2 separate regions of the Oryctolagus cuniculus genome follow, and region 1 is linked to region 2. A link is a contact called in public Hi-C data. All regions are on one chromosome and are shown on one strand. The core of a region is the stretch at or near the end of the contact, and the rest is flanking DNA. Distances in the headings are between cores, read along the strand shown. Region 1 overlaps RAD51B (RAD51 paralog B). Region 2 overlaps RAD51B (RAD51 paralog B).

Evidence for each region. A called contact is a pair of places that touch in the nucleus more often than the background predicts.
Region 1: a Hi-C map of skin fibroblasts shows a contact between it and region 2, with 2.6 times the contacts expected there. The contact joins two enhancer-like sites. A contact is called at or near these places in 4 of 6 Hi-C or Micro-C datasets (embryonic fibroblasts, liver, psoas muscle and 1 more).

Annotation. Positions count from the first base shown.
Region 1 is chr20:13,916,941-13,923,027 of mOryCun1.1, reverse strand. All of the region lies in intron 7 of RAD51B (RAD51 paralog B), which reads right to left. Among named protein-coding and RNA genes, the nearest start is that of RAD51B, 200 kb to the right of the region's middle. Within about 2 kb of position 1,802, at least 1 of the 8 cell types and tissues checked has an H3K27ac peak or open chromatin away from gene starts, as enhancers often do.
Region 2 is chr20:13,818,854-13,824,980 of mOryCun1.1, reverse strand. All of the region lies in intron 7 of RAD51B (RAD51 paralog B), which reads right to left. Among named protein-coding and RNA genes, the nearest start is that of RAD51B, 110 kb to the right of the region's middle. Within about 2 kb of position 1,525, at least 1 of the 8 cell types and tissues checked has an H3K27ac peak or open chromatin away from gene starts, as enhancers often do.

The sequences.
Region 1 (6,087 bases), core at 553-3,052, 98 kb before region 2:
AACAGCTTCCTTTTAGCTTACTCTTAAATATTTCAAAGATTTTTGGCAACTGTGAAGGAGACAGTTATTCTTTCTGTTTACTGCTGGTTATTTAATGGTGCAGAGAAAAGCTATTTATATATATAAATATTTACTTGTAAATATATTTGCAAATATATATATTTGATAATTCAACTTCTAATCAAATTTTTTCTACTTAATTCCCTTCCCTTGTTAATATTTCTCCTACAAGGGCTGGCACTGTGGCATAATGGGTAAGGCTGCTCCCTGTAGTACAGGCATCCCATATGGGTGCCTGTTTGAGACCCGACTGCTCTACTTCCAATCAAGCTCTCTGCTGTGGCCTGGGAAAGCAGTGGAAAATGGTCCAAGTCCTTAGGACCCCACATTCAGATGGGAGACCCAGAAGCTCCCGGCTCCTGGCTTCAGATCAACCCAGCTTCCGCTGTTGCAGCCATTTGGGGAGTGAATCAGGGGATGGAAGATTTCTCTTTCTCTCTGCCTCTGCCTCTCTGTAACTCTTTCAAATAAATAAATCTTTAAAAAATATTTTTCCTACAGTTGCCATAAGCATTCTCTTGGAAGGATTTTAATAGAAAAATACACTCCCTTCTCATTTATATCACTAACTATGGTATACTTATCTATGACTCAATGGGCCTGGTAAATATTTAGAGAGACACACAGCTTGTTCATGGGTATGCCTAAAGAGATGGTGGAAAGTGAGGAAGGAGATGGAAGGTAAATTTCTTCTCAAAAAAAATTTGCATTTTTTATAGGGACACTCAAAAAAGTCAGAGTTATGGAGAAAGAGGGAGAGAGAAAGAGAGATATCTTCCATTTGCTGGTTCACTCCCTAGATGGCCCCAAAGCCTGGGCTGGACCAGGTCGAAGCCAGGAACCAGGAGCTTCATCAAGGTCTCCCACATGCGTTTCAGGACCCAAACACTTGGGCCATCTGCTGCTGCTTTTCCCCAGGCACATTAGCGGGGAGTTGGGTCAGAAGTGGAGCCACCAGGACACAAACCGGCACCCACATGGGATGTCAGCATTCTACTACCCCACAATGCCAGCCAAAGGAATCAGTTTTTGAAGGGTACTGGCCTTACTGTGATGGCCTCTGTGATGACAGTTTGTAATGCAGTTGAGAAAATAGGTTCCATGAAATCATGGCTTCATCTGTATGATGCTGTCTTACTGTCTTTCGGGGGAAGTACTGAGAAAGGAAAGACCTAGTTGGACGGAATCAGGATTATGCGACAGGATAAAGAGGACTTGAGGGCTAGAATGCTTTGAATAATTAAAAAGCAAGGATTCTCTAGACCTGTGAGAAACTACAATTAAAGGTATACAAGTAGAAATACATGCCCAAAGGAATTTCATGCTAAAGTGTACCAGCAGGGTGCAGGCAAATCACAGAGGCCCCTGAAGGACTAGCTGAGAAATGCAGTCTCCATTCTCAAGGCATTCTCCAGTAGGAGAGTGACAGGAGGAAAACACTTTAGAAAGACAAAGCTGGAGATGGCATGTAAGAGGATGAGGCATGGAGGAAGAAGCAAGGGGGCGGATTAGCAGGCTGACAGTCACAAAGGCCTGGATTGGAATCTTGCCATGGCAATGGACACACAAGGGCAAAACCAAGAGGTATGTTGAAGGATTGTTTGGCAACTCTTGCTATAAAATCTCAGAATCTTTATAGCAGTTCCAAGGAGGCCTGGGACCCACCCTGGAGCCACCACCAATTGCCTGCCTGGAGGGAAGCTGGACGCTTGGAACCTAGAAGGTGAAGGACAGGCAAGGAGTGACTCAGAGGAGGTCTGGGGGAGACGCTCTGGGGCTGGTGGACGCGTTGGGGCCCTTAGTTGAATGGGTTTTCCTGGGCAGGTGTCAGTACAAACTCTGCTCCCTCCATTGTGTCCTGGCATCTTTACAGGGAAGAGCTGGCCTGGTCCTGGGCCTCTAACACTATCAAAGTCTCCAAGCCACTGATTCCGGGTCCAGTGCTATCATATGAGCTCTGGGTAGGCTGATCTTAACCTCTTATTAAGCACCTAAAGAATGTTTTGATTACTCACGGTGTAGCTATCTAAATATTGTAAAATTCAGTCACTCCCTTGTATATTTCATCTAGGCGTTGGAGGAGTGAACACCCAACAAATATTTCCATATCATTTTCAAAGCAGACTTTCCTCTGATAAGACTTCACTGTTTCAAACTTGTTGACACACTAAATGCTGCAGATAAAATTTCAATTAAAAATAGTTCATTCTTTAAAGAGGTCAAGTTCCTCTTTCTTCCCTCCAAAATAAAACCTCAAGAAGACAGAGCAAACACGAGAGAGCCCACACTCAAGCTTTCTGGTTTTCTTCACTGTGGTCTCCATTCCATTCATACATTGAAGCCCACTTAAAGAATATTCACCCTCACCCACACATAGAGTTTCATAACACACATTCGCCATACATTTTGGAGAGACCTCTCGCATGGGTGCATTCCAAAAGTGTTCACAGCAAAATAAACTTACATTTAGCTCCATTTCCATGAACTTTCTCAAGTACTTTCATATTTGTTAAATAGTTAACACAGTGACTGGTGTATTAGAATTCTCAAAATGATTACGTAAAGTACTAGTTGATGAAAACAGCAGCAGCCCAAGGAAGAGTTTAGTCATCATAGGAGTTCAAGGACGTCAAAGACATGGGAAAGATTAGACAGAATTATACGAAAAAGCAGTCATTCTCTCGGGGTGATGGTGTGACAGATGATGCTCTTTCCTCTTTATTTTTCCTTTCCTCATTCTTTTCAAATTCAGTACAAAAGATACTTGCTTGTTTTATGGTTATACTTTGAAATTTCCTAACACTAGCAGAATTCTGAACAGAATGGGTGGTAGAGGGATTTATTGTCTCTGGTAAGTGGAAACCCATAGTTTTCGTTCTCTCTCTGTTCACTTTGTTTTAAAGATGGTTTCTTAAAAAAAAAAAAAAAAAAAAAAAAAAAACTTTTTAATTTATTTGCAAAGCAGAGACACAGAGAGAGCTCGTATCCACTAGTTCATTCCCCAATAGCCTGGACTGGGACTGGGCTGAGACCGGGACTTGGCTGAGACCGGGACTTGGCATAGGTCAAAGCCAGGAGACAGGAATCTAACCTCTACAATACAATCTCCTTCCCACAGAGGTGGCAGGGACATGACAGCTTGAGCCATCACCACTCCTCTTAGGGTCTGTACTACCAGGAAACTGGAATCAGGAGCGGAGCTGGGGGACCCACAATGTGGCATAGTAGGTAAAGCTGCCACTTGCAGTACCAGCATATGGGCTCTGGTTCGTGTCCCAGCTGCTCCACTTCCAATCCAGCTCCCCGCTAATGGCCTGGGAAAAGCAGTGGAGAATGGCCCAAGTGTTTGGGTCCCTCTATCCATGTGGGACACCCAGATGAAGCTCCTGGCTCCTTGCTTTGGCCTTCCCCAGCCCTGGCTGTTGTGGCCATGTGGGCTGGAGAGTGAACCAGCAAATGGAAGATATCTCTGTCTCTCCTTCTCTCTCTATAGCTCTTTTAGATAAATAAATAAATAAATCTTTAACAACAACAAAAAAAGGATTGGAGCTGGGTATCAAACCCAATAACTCCCTCATGGTTCATAGACATCTAACCACTTGGCTAGATGCCCACCCATCTCTCTTTTTTTTTTTTCTCTCTTGTTTTTTGTTGTTGTTGTTGTTGTTCTTATTTATTTTATTTAAGGTATGCAAATTTCATGCATTTCATATATACAGGTTTAGGAACATACTGATACTTCCCACCCTACCCTTGTCCTACTCACACTCGTACCCTTCCTCCTCCTTCCTCCCTTATTCCCTCTCTTAATTTTTACAATGATCTACTTTGAGTTTACTTTATACTCATAAGATTAAACTTATACTAAGTAAAGAGTTCAACAAATAGTAAGAAAAAAAGCACTGTTGCTCAACATAGAGACAAGGGCTATAAACAATCATCAGATCTCAAAATGTCAATTCTTTAAATTACATTTTTTGGGGACCAGCTCTGTGGCATAGCAGGTAAAGCTACTGCCTGCAGCGCCAGCATCCCATATGGGCACAGGTTCAAGTCCTGGCTGCTCCACTTCTGATCCAGTTCTCTGCTATGGCCTAGGAAAGCAGCGGAAGATGGCCCAAGTCTTTGGGCCTCTACACCCATGTGGGAGACCCGGAAGAAGCTCCTGGCTCCTGGCTTCAGATCGGTTCAGCTCCTGCTGTTGCAACCATGTGAAGAGCAAACCAGAGGATGGAAGACCTCTCCCTCTCTCTCTTTCTCTACCTTTCTCTGTAACTCTTCTTCAAATAAATAAAATAAAATAAATCTTAATAAAAAAAGAATACAAATTTTAAATGTAATATAAAGACTTAAGGTTTCTGTTTAAAAGTAAGCTTTTTATTTATATAGCTATAAATAAATAAAACTTACTCATGTGGTCCATATTATAATAAAAGCCTCCTGTAGTGAGTATATGATGTGAGCATGCCTCTTAATGGAAACATGGGAAATGCTAGAATCCAAAAAAGAAAATTCCAGAGCCCTAAGAGCCTTTCTTTAAAAACACTTTTAAAAGTACAGTTGCCATAAACACATCCAGTGAGCTTAAACTGGACCTCTAAATAATTTCATCTGATTTATGGAGAAGTGTCAACAATCAGTCCAATTTAAACTGAAAGCCATAGAAAGCATGGGTGGTTTTGAAAGTTTTGCAGAGCAATGCTCTAAAAGGTTACCAGATGAACTAACCGTGCCACAGAACCTTTTTCTCTGCGACGGACAGGATATTCTGGGATCTCCAGGGGAGGAGCCAGGACTGTGCAGGTCCTGCTGCTGCACCCGAAGAGAAAATCAAGGAAAGCCTCCACTTCCAACCCGAAAGAATTAAAGTACTGAGGGGCGAGTTTGGCCTGGCAATTAAATGCAGTAGGGAGGCTTGCATTCCCTTATCAGAGTGCCTGGGTTTGAGTCCTGACTCTGTCCCAGCTCCTGACTCCTGCTTCCTGCTAACATGCACTCTGTGGGGCAGGCCTGGTCCACCAATTCCAGCTGCTGTGGATATCTGCAGAATGAACCGCGAATGGGAGACCTCTCTGTTGCTGGCTGGCTGGCTGTCTCTCTCCCTCTCAAATAAACAAATTTTTAAAAAAGCATCAAAATATTTATATTTTAAAACTTAATATTGTAAGCATTATAAAAAGAAAAGACTTAGAGATTTTTTTCAATGACATTAAGCAGTTAAATCATCATCCCTGAGGGTCTGCTCACCTTGCTCTTTTCCCCGACCCCGTAGGACACCCTGGCTTCTCCCCAACTCACTAACATCTACTGTAAAACTGTAATAAATACAGAGCTACAGTATTTTCCAATTATTGTTTCATTTTTACTCCTGAGAACGCTTCGCTTATGGATTTTAATTTCAAATGCAGATGTTCAGAGCATTTTATGTTTCTCTCTCTAAAAAAGAGAACTTGTAAAAACTAAATTGAGTTCCTTTTTACCTGTATGCTCCTCATTGGCATGTTTCCTGTAAAGTTAATGGTTTTTTGGCAGAAAATATCATCCACTGCTCCTGGATTATATATTCAGACACAGAATTAAACACTCTTCCCTCACACTCAAAAATTAACCAAATTAAATTTGGTAACAATTTTATTCAGCCCTTGCAGTGCAAAAGGCTCTGTGGGAAATAAGAAATATGTAAAATAAGAACTGCTGTTAAAATGTTTACCCAAATTTTCTATTATCCAAACCCAGGCCAGCCCTCAATAATATAACAAGTCATTTCCATTCTCTAAAAAGCAATAGCATCAGAGTCATGGGATCTACCCTTTCCTGCCTGCTGCACACAGAATACATCATGACTGCTAGGTAAAAATAACATGCAACAGTGTTCCCACGGGGCATTACAAGCACCCACTTATTAAACCAGGAAGAAAGGGAAGGCAGGAAGGACAAGTAGAGAAAGAGGTGCAGGGATAAAAAGAGAAGAGGCTAGCTTTTCTATAAGGTACCTGTTCAAGATAGCCAATAACTAAACTGAAGAAG
Region 2 (6,127 bases), core at 276-2,775:
TAAAAAGGGCACATGGCAATTAGGGGTATCAACAAATGGCACTAGGGAAGCCATCTAGAAATCACCAAGTCTTAGACTGTGCAAAAATTATATTAACTTCTTAGACTCCCACTATGAACACTTTGCTTTAGATATTTTAATACCTCTTCATCAGTGGAAAATTTTGACATTCTAGCATAGCCAGATTTTCCTTACTCTATCTGATTCTTATCTAGAAGACAGTTTAGTTTACATTGTTTTTAAATGTTGATTTATGATTTAACTGTCAGTGTTGCAGGGAGAAGGGAGGACTGCCTCTCCTTTGGCTACAATGAGTACATCTGATTAAATGTTTTAATGCAGGAATATAGCTAGGTATCATTCTTTCTGTAGTGAAAAGTCTCCCTGGTCTATCCAACAATGAAAATCATCTGTGTATCTTTTTTGTCCCACTCCCAAACCGGTAGATTGCAAAAAAAAACTCTGTCAATTTATCTCTCAATTATAAAAGTCCATGTAGGCGGCCGGCACCGTGGCTCAATAGGCTAATCCTCCGCCTTGCAGCGCCGGCACACCGGGTTCTAGTCCCGGTCGGGGCACCGGATTCTGTCCCAGTTGCCCCTCTTTCAGGCCAGCTCTCTGCTGTGGCCAGGGAGTGCAGTGGAGGATGGCCCAAGTCCTTGGGCCCTGTACCCCATGGGAGACCAAGAGAAGCACTTGGCTCCTGGCTTCAGATCAGCACGGTGCGCCGGCCACTGGAGGGTGACCCAACGGAAAAGGAAGACCTTTCTCTCTGTCTCTCACTGTCCACTCTGCCTGTCAAAAAAAAAAAAAAAAAAAGTCCATGTAGGCGGGGCCCAGGCAACTTTAAGTCACTATAGTTTGCCTGGTGCTTGGCAAGCCTGGAACATGGTAGGTGCTCAAAAAAATATAATTTTAATACATTGATGAAACTCTTGCAGCAACTACCAGTCAAGTACATAAATACTACTAAGTACATAAGGCTGGAAAGTTACTAAATATCCGATAGCTTATTTACTGATAAAATGAATGCAATTTTTGTAGAGTTCTTAGCAAGAGTAAACAAGACCAAGTGCATGAAGCAAGGTACAGTAGTATCAGAAATACTCCAAGAAGACAGACCCTGTGGAACAGCAAATTAATCTGCTCTTGGGATATCCACATCCCATATTGGAGTATGGGTTTGAGTTCCAACTACACTTCCAATGCAGCTTCCCGCTAATGTGCACCCTGGAAGGCAGCAGATGATGGCTCAAGTATATGAGTTTCTGCTACTCACAAGGGAAACTCAGATGGAGTTCCTGGCTCCTGGTTTCCAGTCTGGCCCCACCGTGGCTACTTTCAGTCACTTGAGGAATGAACCAGCAGATGGAAGATCTCTCTCTCTCTCTCTCTCTCTCTGTCACTCTACCTTTCAAATAAATAAAAACAAACTTTATAAAAAAAGAAAATACTATTAAAGAAGACTTCAAAAAGTTTATGAAATTGGATATTTTGAAAAAATTAGGGGCCAGTGCTGTGACGTAGCGGGTGGGGTCACCGCCTGCAGTACTGGCATCCAATATGGGCAACAGTTCGAGTCCCAGCTGCTCCACTTTCAATCCAGCTCTCTGCTATGGCCTGGGAAAGCAGTGGAAGATGGCCCAAGTCCTTGGGCCCCTGCACCTGCAAGGGAGACCCAGAAGAAACTCCTGGCTCCTGGCTTTGGATCAGCGTAGCTCTGGCCATTTTGAGCAGTTTGGGAGTGAGCCAGTGGATGGAAGACCTTTCTCTCTCTCTGCCTCTCCTTCTCTTTCTGTGTAACTCTTTCAGATAAATAAAAAAACTTTAAAAAAAATTATGCATGGATTTCAAAATTTTTATACTAAAACTTCATTTTTAATTCCATTTTCCATGAACTTTTTGAAATATCCACATGATATCCTTTAATATTGGCTTGTTAAATTAATATTTTAATACAAACAGATAAGTTTTAAAATACGACAATAGGAATTGATGTGATTCAAATTAACTTTACAACCACATTTTTAGAAACTAACAACAAAAGATTGAAAGAGTAGAAATATTAAAATTACAAACACAAAGAGGGGAAAAAACACTCAGAAATAAGGCAATGTTTTCAAAGAAAATAACTTCCTTATACATTTGTGGCTTAAAACACATCTAATACTTTCCAAGCACAAACCTAGCAAGTAGGATATTTATTTTTGCTGAAATTTTCCTCCAGTTCTGTCAAAAAAGTTCTTATTTCTTAGAGGCACACACTCTAAGATGAAACTGTTTTAATGGTGAGAAAAAAAGACTCATTAAAATGTGCTTTAGTTGTCTTTTTCCAGTTAGTACTGGTTTCTATAAAAACTAAGTCTAAGGCGCCATCTAGTGTGTCTGTTGTTCCTATCGCTTGTTGGTTTTAACCCGGAGTGCGGCAGAAATAAGAAATGTAGCAAATTTTAAATCTCTCACTTTAAAGTCCTATTTCAACAAAATGAAGAAAGTGTTCATTTTTTCCCATTAGACATGTTTAAATTTTTATTTATTTATTTTTTAAGAGGCAGAGTTTCCATTCCACTAGTTCACTCCCCTCAATGCCCACAATGGCTGGGGCCAGGTTTGTTAGAAGTTGGGAGCTGAGAACTCAACCCAGATTGCCAACATGACCAGCAATAACCCAACTACGTATGTCATTACCTGTTGCTTCCTAGAGTCCTCATTACCTGGAAGCTGGAATTGGGAGCTGGAGATGGACCCTGAACCCAGGCACTCTGATATGAGATGCAGACGTCTTACCCGCTAGGCCAAATGCCCATTCATCATTATATGTTTTTACACAATATAGTTGGTTGTAAATACCTATACACACACATACTCACACAAACAAATTATATATATTCACTCCATGTGTATCTAAGCAGCCATTTGCCTGTTTTCTTCTCCCTTTCTTCTAAAATAGGCCTGAATTCATCATAAAGTAGCACCATAGGGAACAAAATGTCTACCTCTATCATTAGAGGGGCATTAATAATAATAGTAAACTTTTATTGGAGCCTTTTACTGATTGCCACCAAACTTTTATTGATTGCCAAATGGTGTTCCAAGTGGTTTTCTCTTTTCAATGTTTATTTATTTATTTCCATCTACTTGAAAAGAAAAGAGACAGAGACAGAGAGATCTTCCATCTGTTGATTCACTCCCCAAATGCCTGCAAGAGCTAAGGCTGGACCAGGCCAGAGCCAGGGAGGGGCCAAAACTCAATTCTGGTCTCCTTTGTGAGTGGCAGCTTCCCAAGCAGTTGAGCTCTCATCTGCTCCCTTCCAAGATGCCTTAGCAGAAAGCTGGATCAGAGTGCAGTAGCTGGGACTTAAACTGGCCTTCTGATACAGGATTCAGGCGTCCCAAGTAGAAGCTTAACCTTCTGCAGCACTAAGATGTCGTCGAGTGCTTTTCCATTCAATGTCTCACTTAATCTTCACAAAAACTTCTGAGGAAGGTGCTTTGGTATCATCTCCACTTTACAGATAAGAGGGATTATTAAGTTCTTTGTGCAGGTCAACACAGCCAGTTAGCAACCAAACATTCTGGCTCTAGAAACCATTTCTTAACCATGACACCAAGCTTCCTTACTATCATTAGGTTCAAAATCATTAATCACATGTCTGCCATCAGAGCTGCATAAGACAATCCCAACAGCATACTTTATTTCAATATATGCTAACATTATTCTATCTTTTAGGCTTTTTGTTGCATCTGTTTTCAGAAAGTATTGGTTTATGCAGACAAAAACTTATTAAAAAATACCTGGGCTCTCTTCTGGAGATTCTGATTCTCTGTGTCTGAACTGGAATCCAGAGTCTGTTTTTAAACAAGTGCTGCCCTGCCGCCCAGACGACTCAGAGGCAGCCTAAGGCCTTGTCGCAGAACCAGGGAGCTGTATTTGACTGACACGTGCCCACTCTGTGAGAAAAAGGAATTTCTCTGCTTTTAGATAGAAGTTGTTTCTTGTGTTGAAACACAGAAAACCATGAAGTCAGAAGTCTGCCATAAACTTAAAAGCTACGGGAATTTGTACCTTTACAATGACTTTCAAAAAAGGATTGGTGGCCGGCGCCGCGGCTCACTAGGCTAATCCTCCGCCTTGCGGCGCCAGCACACCGGGTTCTAGTCCCAGTTGGGGCACCGGATTCTGTCCCGGTTGCCCCTCTTCCAGGCCAGCTCTCTGCTGTGGCCCGGGAGTGCAGTGGAGGATGGCCCAAGTACTTGGGCCCTGCACCCCATGGGAGACCAGGAGAAGTACCTGGCTCCTGCCATAGGATCAGCGCGGTGCACCGGCCGCAGCACACCGGCCACGGCAGCCATTGGAGGGTGAACCAACAGCAAAGGAAGACCTTTCTCTCTGTCTCTCTCTCTCACTGTCCACTCTGCCTGTCAAAAAAAAAAAAAAAAAAAGGATTGATAAGTGCAAAATTTTACTTTTCATTTAATAATCTCAGAAGAGCAAGAAAGAAATGAACTAAGTCACCCTTCTTGCTTTTGTATACAAACTATTTTCCGACCAGACAACTTATTCTTGGTACTACTGGTTTTCAAAACTTACCCCAGGGATTCTCATGAGGATAGGGGTAGAAGGCAAGGAAGCAGTACATTCCCATCCTTCTGCTCTTAATCAGAATAAAGGTTCCATACATAGAGATTGAAAACCATTGACTTACTCCACTCACACTGGTGCAACTGACTGCTGTTTATTTGTTTCACACGGATACAGCCCCATGCAAATAAAACCAACCATCTTCAGGGAAGGGACTGCAATTCACTGTTATTTTGAAATAAATGAATGCATGGATGAATAATTAATGGATGGATGGTTGGATGGCCAGCCATGGAGAACCGTCCACACCTCCCGTGACAGTGCCTATCTGGTTTTTAACCCACAGGGCCTTTTTCATCACATAAAATGTAGCCACAAAATATTAAGGGAATCACCAATTACTTCATACCTAAGAATATACTTGGGGGAAAGTGAAAAGAAATTTAAAAAGAGAGGATCATTTATAAACATGTCATGTCTATAATGTAATGAATTGGGTGTTTCAGTAAGCCTCTATAATTTACATACCTAAATGGCTGATGTTTGTGAAATATATCAACCAAGAACTCAATCTAACACTACTATTACACAAATATGTTTCACATTTTCTCATTGGCAATTTTCTTCAGAATCAGCTTTGAAATAAAAAAAGAAAAATTAGTTTTATTACTTTATATTTTATTGATATTTAAAATCTGTTATTTCACTTACTCACCCATTTTGTTCATCACACTTGGCTCGAAATGACAGTTGGCTCTTTCAAAAATCAAAAATAGCCTACAAAATGAGGATCTGCTACCACAGAAAATAGTCAAAAAAATAGAATAGGAACTGGTCCCCCCTGAAAAGATGCATACATAAAATGAGTATAATTGGGCCCAGCACTGTGGTGTAGTGGGTTAAGACTCTGCCTGCAGTGCCGACATCCCATATGGGTGCTGGTTCAAGTCCTGGCTGCTCCACTTCCGATCCAGCTTTCTGTTTATGGCCTGGAAAAGCAGAAGGTGGTCCAAGTGCTTGCGCCCCTGCTCCCACATGGGAGACCCAGAAGAAGCTCCTGGCTCCTGGCTTTGGATAGGTCCAGCTTTGGCCATTGTAGCCAGTTGGAGAGTGAACCAGCAGAGAGAAGACCTCTCTCTCTCTCTTTCTCTCTAACTCTACCTCTCAAATAAGTAAATAACATCTTTAAAAAAAAATGAGTATAATATTCCAAGACTATTTTGAGGGAAACGCCTACTTAGATACACTACCGCTGGTATTAAAAAAGAAATTCAAATGCCATATTTTAAAATCAGTGTACTTTATAGTAGAGAGAGAGATCTTTCATCCACTGACTTATTCCCCAAACGTCCACAATGGCCAGGTCTGGGACAGGTCAAAGCTGGGAACCAGGAACTCAGTCCAGGTCTCCCATATGGGTGACAGGGACTCAACCACTTGATTCACCTCCTGCTGCCTCCCTAGCTACACATTAGCGGGAAGCTGGAATCAGGAATAGAGCCAGGACTCAAAGCCAGACACTCAGATTGGGATGCGATATCATAG